2 separate regions of the Mus musculus genome follow, and region 1 is linked to region 2. A link is a contact called in public Hi-C data. All regions are on one chromosome and are shown on one strand. Each heading gives the region's core, a stretch centred on a gene start, on an enhancer-like site or on the middle of the called end of the contact. The rest is flanking DNA. Distances are from core to core; before and after follow the strand shown.

The links. Hi-C and Micro-C count contacts between places; a contact is called where the count stands out from the background.
Region 1: a Hi-C map of embryonic stem cells shows a contact between it and region 2, with 2.6 times the contacts expected there. The contact joins two enhancer-like sites. A contact is called at or near these places in 1 of 15 datasets of contacts at CTCF or cohesin (large pre-B cells), 4 of 484 Hi-C or Micro-C datasets (Th17 cells, cortical neurons and embryonic stem cells), 8 of 115 datasets of contacts at active chromatin or transcription factors (a beta-TC-6 cell line, embryonic stem cells, forebrain and 3 more) and 1 of 9 other capture datasets (embryonic stem cells).

What each region holds. Positions count from the first base shown.
Region 1 is chr15:97,592,252-97,598,358 of GRCm38.p6, reverse strand. No RefSeq gene overlaps it. Among named protein-coding and RNA genes, the nearest start is that of Gm41394, 25 kb to the left of the region's middle. Within about 2 kb of position 4,443, at least 19 of the 459 cell types and tissues checked have an H3K27ac peak or open chromatin away from gene starts, as enhancers often do. A contact at or near this core is called in embryonic stem cells, where this site is marked.
Region 2 is chr15:97,391,365-97,396,888 of GRCm38.p6, reverse strand. Gm41393 (a long non-coding RNA gene) reads left to right here. Exons shown (of 4, transcript XR_875638.3): 4 at 2,178-2,245. Among named protein-coding and RNA genes, the nearest start is that of Gm41393, 13 kb to the left of the region's middle. Within about 2 kb of position 2,113, at least 20 of the 459 cell types and tissues checked have an H3K27ac peak or open chromatin away from gene starts, as enhancers often do. A contact at or near this core is called in embryonic stem cells, where this site is marked.

The sequences.
Region 1 (6,107 bases), core at 3,194-5,693, 200 kb before region 2:
GAGCCTAGATGAGTTTGGATGTAACAACGGTTGATTACTATGCACAGGCTACTTTGTCTCAACTCTTGATGTTCCCGGTAGCTTTCACATGGGGATACTAATCATGGAGGACCCAGATCCTAATGGCTTTGACCTTCCCTGGGGAGGATAACTGCTAACCATCAACAGCCTCATTACATGCCAGAGACACTACACTGACTACCTTTGGGTACTGGGGAGACTAAACATATGAGTCATTTGGGGATCTCCTCTTTATTGGCATGCCTTTGGCACGGAGGGATGGTTCTTGCTCTCTGTGAGGTGAACGTGAGGAGTCAGAGCGCGGTGGGGGAGTGGAGTCCAGTTCAGAGAAGTTGGGTCAGTGGAGTCCAGTTCAGAGAAGTTGGGTCAAGCACAGTTGTGGGAAGCTCAGTGAGCCGGGCACGTTTGGGGGCGGGGGGCACTTACTGAGGGCCTGGGAGCTTCATGAGACACAGTCCGGGGATCAGGCAATGTTCACCTCTGTTCTCACAGACTCTGTAAGACGGTCTGATTTCAATCAATGAAAGGCTTGGTTCCTCTCACACCGAGTTAGTGATATGCATGCCTCGATTTTTCGAAGCTGTAGGCATTTCCTCTAGGCTCTGCCCCACAGTTACCTGGCAACAGCCAGGTGTGCCTGGCTCACGATAAAAGGGGCTGCTTGCCCCCATCCTCTCTCACTTGCTTTCTGGCTCTTGCTCCCTTCTCTCCTCCTCTTGCCCCTGCTCTCCTTATCCTCTCTTCCCCACTCCCCTCCCCCTTCTCATGCTCATGGCTGGCCTCTTCTCTCCCCCTCCCCTCCCCTCCCCCTCTCCCTTCTCTGGGCCTCCCTTCCCATTCTCCCAATAAACTATTCTATTGTATACTATACCATTCTGCGGCTGGTACTTCAGCATGGGCCCTCAGAGGCACCCCCTTCCCCCATATCATACCGCACCTCCACCAAACATTTCCTTCCTTCCTTCCTTCCTTCCTTCCTTCCTTCCTTCCTTCCTTATCTTTTTCTAAAACACAACAGCAGTGAAAGCCTCATACCTTGTAAATCAGAAAGGGCTGCTGTAAGCATAAGGAATTGCTCTTCTCCAACCCCTCCAGGATTAGAGCCCCCCCCCCCCCCCGAGACCATGGACAGAGAAACTTTCCTGAAAAGGAGAAAGAAACCGGCTTACACTGACAAGCCTAACAGCCCGTCAAGGAGATGAGGCCCCTGTAGTGGCAGGGGGACCTTGTTTCCTTCCAAGCTGAGTTTCATTTCTAAATGCCCTTTATGACAGAAAGCATTTTGACTGAGAATTCCTGAAAAGAAGCTGGACAGAGTTATCTGCAGACCCTGGTGGACTGATTGGAATTTCAGAGCTGTGTCGAGATTAGAATTTTATAGGTTCGGAGGCTAATTACTTAATCTTGGGCTAGGCTTAGCTTCTGGAACAGCTCTTCCTTGTCCCACTCTGTATCTGAACTAACACCACTGATAATAAATTAAAGCCTCTTAGAAGCCATTAACTTAGAACTAACATCTTGTGATAATAAATAAAAACCTCTTAGACGCTATTAACTTAGCAGAACACTGCCTTCTGCCAATCCAAGAGCCAAGAATGTCTTCAGAACGCATCGTAGGCCTATAGTGAGAGGCCAAATCTTGTAAGGTCAGACTCCATTTTAGAGAACCTGACCTAAGTTTGAACTCGGGTAAACTGACAGGCCGGTACCTAGCATGAGTTTCCAAGTTGCCTCCCCCACCCCCCAGCTCCCCCCAACAAAACCCGAGCCTAGCTCTAGTCTCTAGGCTAATTTCCAACAAGACCAGTGCCTTCAGGTTACCCCCTCAACAAGACCAGCATCTCCAGGTTATTCCCCCAACAGATCTGTGCCCCCCAGGTTACAAGCCTGCTCCCTGCATTGTGACCACCAATGCAGAGGAGAGCAGAAATTAAGTTTATGATATGACTCCCAGCACCAGCCAATTATGTTAAAGGCCACAGTAGCTATCCAATGAGATGCTTGCACACTTACCCCCTTACCCCTGTCACTGTATGCTGCTTACTATAAAGTCTTGCCCAGAACTGGGCTCCACCACCACCCAAACTGTGCACTGGAGGGCCTGAGCCAGCTCGAATAGAATAAAATAGAATAAAGGGCCTATTGTAACTTACATCCGATCGGTTCCTATCTGTTTTTTTGGAGTGGTGGGGGTGGGGATCACTACACTTCCCTTGCTCTACAATGGAACAGCTCCCCCATCTCACTGTACAGCCTCTCTGATGCACCCGCCAGAGCATTTTAATGTTGCCTTGGCTTATGACTTCCTTTGGTCTGTAAAACAATGAACAGCTGTGAAATGGCTACCGTGTGGCAACATAGAATTTGGGGTAACCTAATTCTGAGTTCCTGGGCCACACACACTGAAAATAGCTCCGGAAAAAAAATGGTTTCTCATTCCCTTTAGGTCGAGAACGATTTTGTTTGCTTTTAACATCCACAGCACCATACAGTCACACTCAGTCGCGGGTCCCTCCTAAAGGCTGTAAATGCAATCACAGCTAGGCATGGGGACTCAGTTCAGCTGGGCGTGTCATGGGTAGCATTCATGAAGCGCCAGCATAAACTGGGAATGGTGGCACAGACTTGTCACTACAACAGGCAGAGGCTGTGGCATTAGGTATGCAAAGTCATCCTCAGCTATCAGGGCAGTCTGAGCTCAAGACCTTGTCTCCAGTAAACAGTGCCGGCCATCGGGCCATCTGTGTGAGTCCCAGGGGGTAGGCAGACTACAGCACAGCAGCTGCCCTACAAGGAGGTGGCCTTAGGTGTTGAGTCTCTTTCTGAATTCAGGGTGTTAGCATTCTGTCTAAACCCCACCCCACTGTTACCTGGCAACAGCCAGGTAGGCCTGACCCACTATAAAAGAGGCTGCTTGCCTCTTCCTCCATCTTTGCCGTCTTGCTTATATCTCTTGCCCTTGCCCTCCCCTTCCTCCCTCTCTCCACGTGCTCATGGCCATGGCCACCCTCCTCTTCTCTCTCTCTCTCTGCCTTTCTCTGCCTCTACTACCCTCTTATCTCCCCTCCCCATGCCCTGAATAAACTATACTGTACTATACCATCGTGTGGCTGGTCCCTCAGGGGGAAGGAATGCCTTGGCATGGGCCTGCTGAGACATCCCCTGCTCCCATATCTCAACCACCCCCATAAAACATTCTTTCTCTCTTTATCTTTTTATCAACACATCTCAGGGGTTCTGCCAGCGTGTCTTCATGGTACCCCCTCTACTTCTGAGGATAAACCTCAGGTTTGGAGATGTTTAGAAGTGAACATATCGCCCTATACAAGAAGACCCATCCGGACGGAATCCATTGCAGAGCACAATGCTCCCCAAATCACACTTAGAGGGCCCTCCCTAAATGTCTCAGGATAGCTGTCCCAGAGGCTCTCATGTTCTCTTGCTATCTACAAGCTGTAACCCCTCCTCCCGTTGCTAGGGCTTTCTTTTCTACACTGCACAACCCCTTGGCCCCTCTTTCTCAAAGAGAAGAGAAGGCCAATGGTGAATAACATGCTTAAAGATATTTTTATTCGATTACAACTCAAAGGATACAAAGGTGCGAAAGAGGGTACTGATGTTTGCCCGGCCCTCTTGTCCTTCCATCTCATGCACCAGGCGTAAGAGCCCATCTTTAAAAGGATGGCTGTGCAGTGGTCTACACTGCCGTCTGCTAAGGTATAGTATTAAGTTCCTAGCTTTGTCTACAGTTTTGGCAGAGCTGGGAGAGAGGATCTTTCAAAAAACCAGCTGTGTGTACCTGTGGTTCTAGGAAGAGACTGTTCTTTTGTAGGGAAACAAAACCCTTTATGGGCTCTTTAAAAATCAGCCAACTGGGGGCAGGACCCCAGAAGTCAGGGGAGAGAGGGTGACTAAGAATCAGCAAGAGGCTTTGCATATGAGAGGGAAAAAAATGCAAAGGGTATCTCCAGACAGAGATCGGTCTATCCCCCACCCCCACCCTCCTGAAGATCTTTAGAAAGAACCAGGGAGGCCAGTGGCCTTGGGAGCCTGCCAGCCTACCGTCCTGAAGGAGGGAGGCTTGGACTATTCGTGTGGGTACCAAAGGAAACCAACCTCCCTGGCTCCAAGGCTTGTGTTGGCGTGAACCTTAGGCTGTTGTCCTCTCTGAGGGCTAGCCTCCTCACGCTGCCTAGAGAAGGTTCTTCTGACCTTCTGGGAACAGGGAGTGGGGTGCCAGTCAGAATACAAGAGAGGGTACAGAACGTTCGTAGATAAAAATAAACGGCCTTTGCCAGGCTGGGAAATAAATTAACTTTGCTTCAAATGTAAATGTCCCCGCAGGGGCTGAAAGTGTATTCTAATGACCTTGTAGGGCCAGATGGAAGAGGAAGAAAAACAACACATCACTGGCCTAGCCCCATCTTCTCTAGACTTTAATTTCCTCCTTTGAACAAAGGGACAATGAGGCGCTGATGGAACGGAACTGGTTGCAGGGCTGGCTGTTAAATGTGAAAAGGAAGAGATTGAGGCTTTAGAGCCACCACTTGAGCTCTACTTTAGACTAGCAACAGTCCCAACCTCTAGAAATAAGACTGGGTTAGCTAAGGTCAGGAGTGTCACTGCGCTGATTTTCTTGGTTTCCTCTCTGGATTTGTTCTGTGACTCAGTTTTCCTTTGTCTCACTCCCCTACCCCTACCCCCCCCCCCCCCCACCAAGTCTTGTTCTCAGTTTGACTGGGCTCTCCAGAAACCCTTATTTGATAGGTTCCTTCTTCTGTCGCCAGAGAAATGAGCCAATTCGAACCAGATTAGATTATGTTAAAGGCAGGTTTATTGGGAAGCTGCAAGTTCACTGGCCCCAAGGACTGGGGTCAGGGAAGTCGCCATGGGGAAAGGAGGTAGGGGAGAGAGAAAGACAGAAAGGGCATGCATGATGAGAGAGGAGAAGAAGGAAAAAGAAAAGAAACAGCGGGAGGAAGAGGAGGGGAGACACCAAAATGCCTGGATTACATAGATGGTAACTGAAACCCACTGCCTATGACACATCCTAGTAGTTAGCAATCTCCAACTATTGGTCGGCCATTAATTCAACCCTAAGGTCTTATCAAGAAATTCTGCCAAGTGGGCAAGATGACCCCAAGTAACAACACTCTTCAAAAAGAAGAACGTTAAAATACGTAAGCAAAGGAGAGCCTAAAAGCCTGGCTGTGATCACCGTTCTATCTGCGCAGGGATTAAAGGCTTCTTGCATCTAAGGAACATCTCCCACCGCGATGCCTGTCCTTGGAAATCTGTGCATTGCCGATTCTTACCCTGAAGAATGCTAATGTCTCCTCCGGGCTTTTTCCATGCGGTGGTGCAGTGGTGCACATACAGCTACTGCCTAAAATCAAAAGACCGAGCCGAGCCCCTTCATTTATTGTTCTCCTTTAATCTGCACTTTGTTTTGAATAAAGGGACACCTGTTAATCCCACTGGGTGAGAATAAGACCACTACTACAGTTTGGAGCTGAATTTGAAGCAAGCTTTAATTATGTACTGGTCAGAATGAAGGACTCAGGCTCGGTCCATTCTGGGCTTCCCTGAAAATACTGATGAGTTACACTTTGCAGGGGCTTATAAAGGCAACCTCGTACGGTCTCACCCAGCCCAATGGGGGTTAGGGGAAGCATATATCCAGACGTATTTCCTGCCTGGTACTTCTTACCTCCATGTGATCAAGCACATGCAGTGTAGTTGGGTCAAACAAACTTGTGTAGGGGACCAAACCCGCGTGGCTGGTAATCTTCCATGAACAATAGCCTCCAGCATTTCAGTAAGTCTCTCTCCTTGGGCAGGGGCTTACAAGTTAGAGGCATGCTTGTTTTAGGGATCTTTTAGCCACAGTAATTAAAACTTGAAACCTAACTTTGGCTCTCATGCATCTTGTACCATGAAAAGGGAAAAATAGGGTTGCTGATAAATACTGTACGTGTGTCAGTCAGTTCTCAGAACCTAAGAAACTGAGATAGAAAAAAAGATAATGGAAAAATAAAAGGAAGCAATTCTGGCATCCTCTTTGCTGTTGTAAACCTCCCGTCTCC
Region 2 (5,524 bases), core at 864-3,363:
AAGTAACTGCAAGTTTTACATATTGATCTTTAGACATCAGATAGAGACAATGGGCCTGGTGTGGGCATTTGAAACTTCAAAGTCCATCCCTAGCAATGCACCTCTTCCAACAAGACCACCCTTCCTAATCCTTCCAAACAATTCATTAGTCAAGTATGCAAATATATGGGAGCCATTCTCATTCAAACTACCACGGTAACCTTAGTAAACTCACTGGTTCACCAGGTTGGACTTTGGTGGTATCCTCCCTTTGGGCAGCTGTTGGCGCTCTATTAGGTGTGAGTGGATATCTGTTTTAACCTCCCCATGAACAATGTCACACAACACACTAGGAAAAGGCTGAAGCCCGTTGTCAGCCAGAGGACGAAATTGCCTCCCTGGAAGAGATTTAACACAGTTGACAACTTGTCAGACCACCGGGTGAGAGAGACAGTGATTGGCTGGACCACACCTTGTTTAGTTATTGGGGTCTCTTGTTATTTATTTTAACTCAAATCTTCAAGAAGGATCTGAAGGCAGAGCACCTGTCATGAGTTCCCCTGGAACCTACGGGCTCCTGAAGGTTGATCTCTGACCTCTCTACCCCACCCCCATCCTTGACACCCATGGGCCAAATAATAAGTAAAAACTTGTATCTCAGGTCAGTACTTCAGTGATAACCTTGGGTTTTGGGAGGGTGTCTTGGTTTCCTTATTTGTTCCCCTCCTAACATGACCACATTGGGTACGTCTCCTCTCTCTCTGTTGACTGGCAATTACATCTTTAATTGGCCTATTGAGGACAAGTGGCGGAGCCTAGCTTGTAAGGGCCGCCAGGACCCGGGCTTCAACACTCATCTGGTACAGAATGAGACAGCCAGAACCACTCCCCTGGTGTATCAGAATTCTATAATTTGACTTTCAAGAGTGTTTTGTTTTGTTTTTTTTTTTTTTAGATGAAACCATCTTTAATTAACAAAGATACAGTTTTCCCTAGTGGTGGGAAGATTGGGGTCTTGTGTGTGTCACTCAGCAGTAGTGAGAACCTGGGCTCAACTGGAAGCATCAAAAATGACTGAGAGTGACCATTCTGACATTTCTCAGTTTAAACCCCTGCTTGGCAGAATACTGGCTTTTCAAACATGCCCCCTCTTCCCGCTCTCCCTCACTACCAGCAAGCCGGTTATCCCACATGTGGTCCCTTCCCAGTGGGCTAGAATCATGAGCCAGGAGAAGCCATTTGTCCTGGTTTGTTCCCAAGCGATTGGTTACTCTGTAGCATGCTTTTCTCTTCTGCCCTACTTCTGAATTCTTGTTTGCATACACCTTCATTAGGATGAGGTCACCCGTGGCAGGAGAGGTTAATCTTGACTGTTTTTTTAACAAAGCAGAGCCATAACCTGTACTGTCCCTGCTCCTGCCCTTACATGTCAGCTTCCCCTCCCTTAGATCTGGGTACTGTTGTAGATATTTCTCTCTTCCAGGAGCATTCACTGTGTCGTCTGGATTAAAGGCAGTGTGAGTAGGCTGAATCTCCTCCTCCTCCTCCTCCTCCTCCTCCTCCTCCTCCTCCTCCTCCTCCTCCTCCTCTTCCTCCTCCTCCTCCTCTTCCTCCTCTTCCTCCTCCTCTTCCTCCTCCTCCTCTTCCTCCTCCTCCTCTTCCTCCTCCTCCTCTTCCTCCTCCCCCTCCCCCTCCCCCTCCTCCTCTCTGTATGTGTGTGTGTTTCTGAAAAGTGGACTCAAGTACTCACACAAGTTAGGCAAGTACTCTACCATTGAGCCATATCCCGAGACCTTTATCATATTTTAAACCACTGACAAGAATCATCTTTGACCGGTCTCTAAACCTACAGGACATGAGACAGTATATTTCCTATGCACTTATTGAAGTCTGTTGTATATGTGTACACACACATGTGTATATGTGTACATAGATATCCAGAATAACCATATGCCTTCACGGGAAGGGATAAGAGAAAGAATACTGGAGGTGTTCCGTATCCCATCATCCTCTGGGAGGACTGAGCTCTGGAGCAGTGGCTGAGGTGGCTGGAGAGGTGAATCTGAACTGTGGAGAGCTGGAACTCAGGCAATCTCTTGGATCCAAGCAAGGAGAACTGCGGAACGCGAGCCACCGAAGCCACGCCCATTTTCCTTTTGTCTGAGGTCTAGTCATGCAATGTGTGCTCTTTTTCCTAGGCGCATGTTAGACAACACCTTTCTGGAAAGAAATCAAGAGTGAAGCAAGCCAGAGCATCGGAATGCTGCACGGACGCCTGCTTATGTCTTTCGATTCAAGGCCATCATTTTCAAAAAGCAAGGGAATGTTTTGTCTTCAGGCTAAGCAGCTTTCGTAGCTCTGCGCTTTCTAGGGCTGTGGGGTTAGAAAGCAGCCATTGATCCAGCTTGCTAAGGCGACTGCCCTGGCTGTCCTCTAGCCTTGATTTTTCTAAAGCAAACGCCTGACCGTAAAATAATCGAAGGGGCTCTAGCAGGCCTGAGCACCGCAAGCATAGCTCTGGCAGGCCTTCTCCTCCCCCCTTCTCTTTCCTTTGCTAAGCCGCAGATCCCATTCCTAAAGCTAGCCACCAAGGCTAGCTTTCCCCTTATTTGGCCAATAACCTGTCCAATGAGAATGAACTAACTCATCCCAACAGGGTTTCCCCTTTCCCCTTTATAAACTGCATTTGCCTATGGGCCAGGGCTGCCTCCTCTCTATCCAGAGGCAGTTCTTTGTTCCTCCAGGGCAAGTTTCCTCTCTCCAACCATCTTGTTCCTTTTCCCTTCTCCCTTGTCCAGTCTCCTGCCTTTGTCCCTTATTCCTGCCCCCGCCCCAGGGGTGGGGGTGGGGGCAATTAAACCTCCTTTGTGCTGAGACCTTGGTTTTGGTGTTTCCTGTGCCAACTCTGGCCCATTCAATAAACAGCCTTTTTTTTTTTTCCATTTTTTATTAGGTATTTAGCTCATTTACATTTCCAATGCTATACCAAAAGTCCCCCATACCCACCCACCCCCACTCCCCTACCCGCCCACTCCCCCTTTTTGGCCCTGGCGTTCCCCTGTTCTGGGGCATATAAAGTTTGTGTGTCCAACGGGCCTCTTTCCAGTGATGGCCGACTAAGCCATCTTTTGATACATATGCAGCTAGAGTCAAGAGCTCCGGGGTACTGGTTAGTTCATAATGTTGATCCACCTATAGGGTTGCAGATCCCTTTAGCTCCTTGGGTACTTTCTCTAGCTCCTCCATTGGGAGCCCTGTGATCCATCCATTAGCTAACTGTGGGCATCCACTTCTGTGTTTGCTAGGCCCCGGCATAGTCTCACAAGAGACAGCTACATCTGGGTCCTTTCGATAAAATCTTGCTAGTGTATGCAATGGTGTCAGCGTTTGGATGCTGATTATGGGGTGGATCCCTGGATAAGGCAGTCTCTACATGGTCCATCCTTTCATCTCAGCTCCAAACTTTGTCTCTGTAACTCCTTCCATGGGTGTTTTGTTCCCACTTCTAAGGAGGGGCATAGTGTCCACACTTCAGTCTTCATTTTTCTTGAGTTTCATGTGTTTAGGAAATTGTATCTTATATCTTGGGTATCCTAGGTTTTGGGCTTTTAAAGAGCTTCCCAATCCAGGACACTTTTGGTTGCCCTTTTCTCTCTGGGATCTAGAAAAGACAATCCAGGGGTACCTTTCAAACTGATTTTATTTTAGCTGAATGAACTAGTTACTGTATGCTCAGACATTATACGGAGTGCTTTCCAGCTATTATACCATACAGGGAATAACCCTGGGCTGTAGGATCTTAAAAGAGTCCTTTTGTTAGTTGTAAAATCGTATGTCTTTGAGTATGGTCCCACGAGTACAGGTCTCTGGGGAATCCAGAAGAGGACACACGATCGCTGGAACTGGAGTTAAAGGCAGTGTCAGGCTCCTGATGTAGGTGCTGGGAAACAAACTTGAGTCTTCTGCAAGAGCAGTACTTATTCTTAATGGCTGAGCCCTGGTATTGTCACTTTAAAGTTTAGGTGTTTGTGCTGGGTAATTTTATGTCAATCTGACACAAGCTAGAGTCATCTGAGGGGAGGGAACCCCATTTGAGAAAATGCTTCCATAAGAGCCGGCTATAGGGAAGCTTCTAGGGTTCTTTCTCTTTCTTTCTTTCTGGTTCTTTCTTTCCTTCCTTCTTTCCTTCCTTCCTTTCTTTTCCTTCCTTCCTTCCTTCCTTCCTTCCTTCCTTCCTTCCTTCCTTCCCCCTCCCCTCCCCTCCCCTTTTCTTTTCTCTTTTCTCTTCTCTTCTCTTCTCTTCTCTTCTCTTCTCTTCTCTTCTCTTCTCTTCTCTTCTCTTCTCTTCTCTTCTCTTCTCTTCTCTTTTCTTTTCTTTTCCGAGACAGGGTTTCTCTGTATAGCTCTGGCTGTCCTGGAACTCACTCTGTAGACCAGGCTGGCCTCGAACTCAGAAATCCGCCTGCCTCTGCCTCCCAAGTGCTAGTATTAAAGGCGTGTGCCACCACGCCCAGCTGGGCATTTTCTTAATCAGTGAATCTTGTGTAAGGACGCAGACCACTGTGGGTGGGGCTACCCCTGGGCTGGTGGTCCTGGGTTCTATAAGAATGCAGGCTGGGCTATCAAAGCTGGTCTCTGAGTTCCTGATTCTCTTTCTTCCATCTCTTGAATGCTATGATTTTGTTTGTTGTTTCTATTATGACTGCTTAGGGTTTTCCGCTGTGAACAGACACCATGACCAAGGCAACTCTTATAAGGACAATGTTTAATTGGGGCCAGCTTACATACAGGTTCAGAGGCTCAGTCCATAATCATTGAGGCATGAACACGGCAACATCCAGATAGACATGGTGCAGGTGGAGCTAAGAGTTCTGCATCTCCATCTGAAGGTTGCTAGTGGAAGACTGTCTTCCAGTCAGCTAGGATGAGGGTCTTAAAGCCCATACCCACAGTGACACACCTACTCCAAAAGGGCCACACCTTCTAATAGTGCCACTCCCTGGGCCGAGCATATACAAGCCATCACAAAGACAGAGAAAATCTTGCTTGTAATCCAGGCCACCCTGGAACTCAGCATGTAGCCCAAGTGCATCTCAAACTCACTCTATACCTGATTCTTCTTCCCAAGTGCTAAGACAGCAGGCAGGTAGCCCTACGCTCAGCTCTGCAGATATTTACAGTGTTAACTGTACAGCAACTGAAGCTCTGAGGGCTGTTTTTGGTTGCTGGCATATAACTGGGGCCTTGTGCATACTAACAAGCACTGTACCACTGAACAGTGGTGCCCGCAACCCACAACCTGCAAGCCACAGAGCTTAGAGTCTTGACTCAAAGCTCATAACACCCCTAGAAGGTTAGTTCCATCATTCTCCTATGTTATAAATGGAAGCCTTGAATCCAACAATATTTTTAAAAATATCTTTTATTACTATGGTTTTTGTGTGTGTGTGTAGGTGTGTGTGCCACAAAACACATGTGAGGTTAAGATGACAATTTGTCAGTTCTCCCATTTCAACACAAGGGAGCAGGGGATGGAATTCAAGCC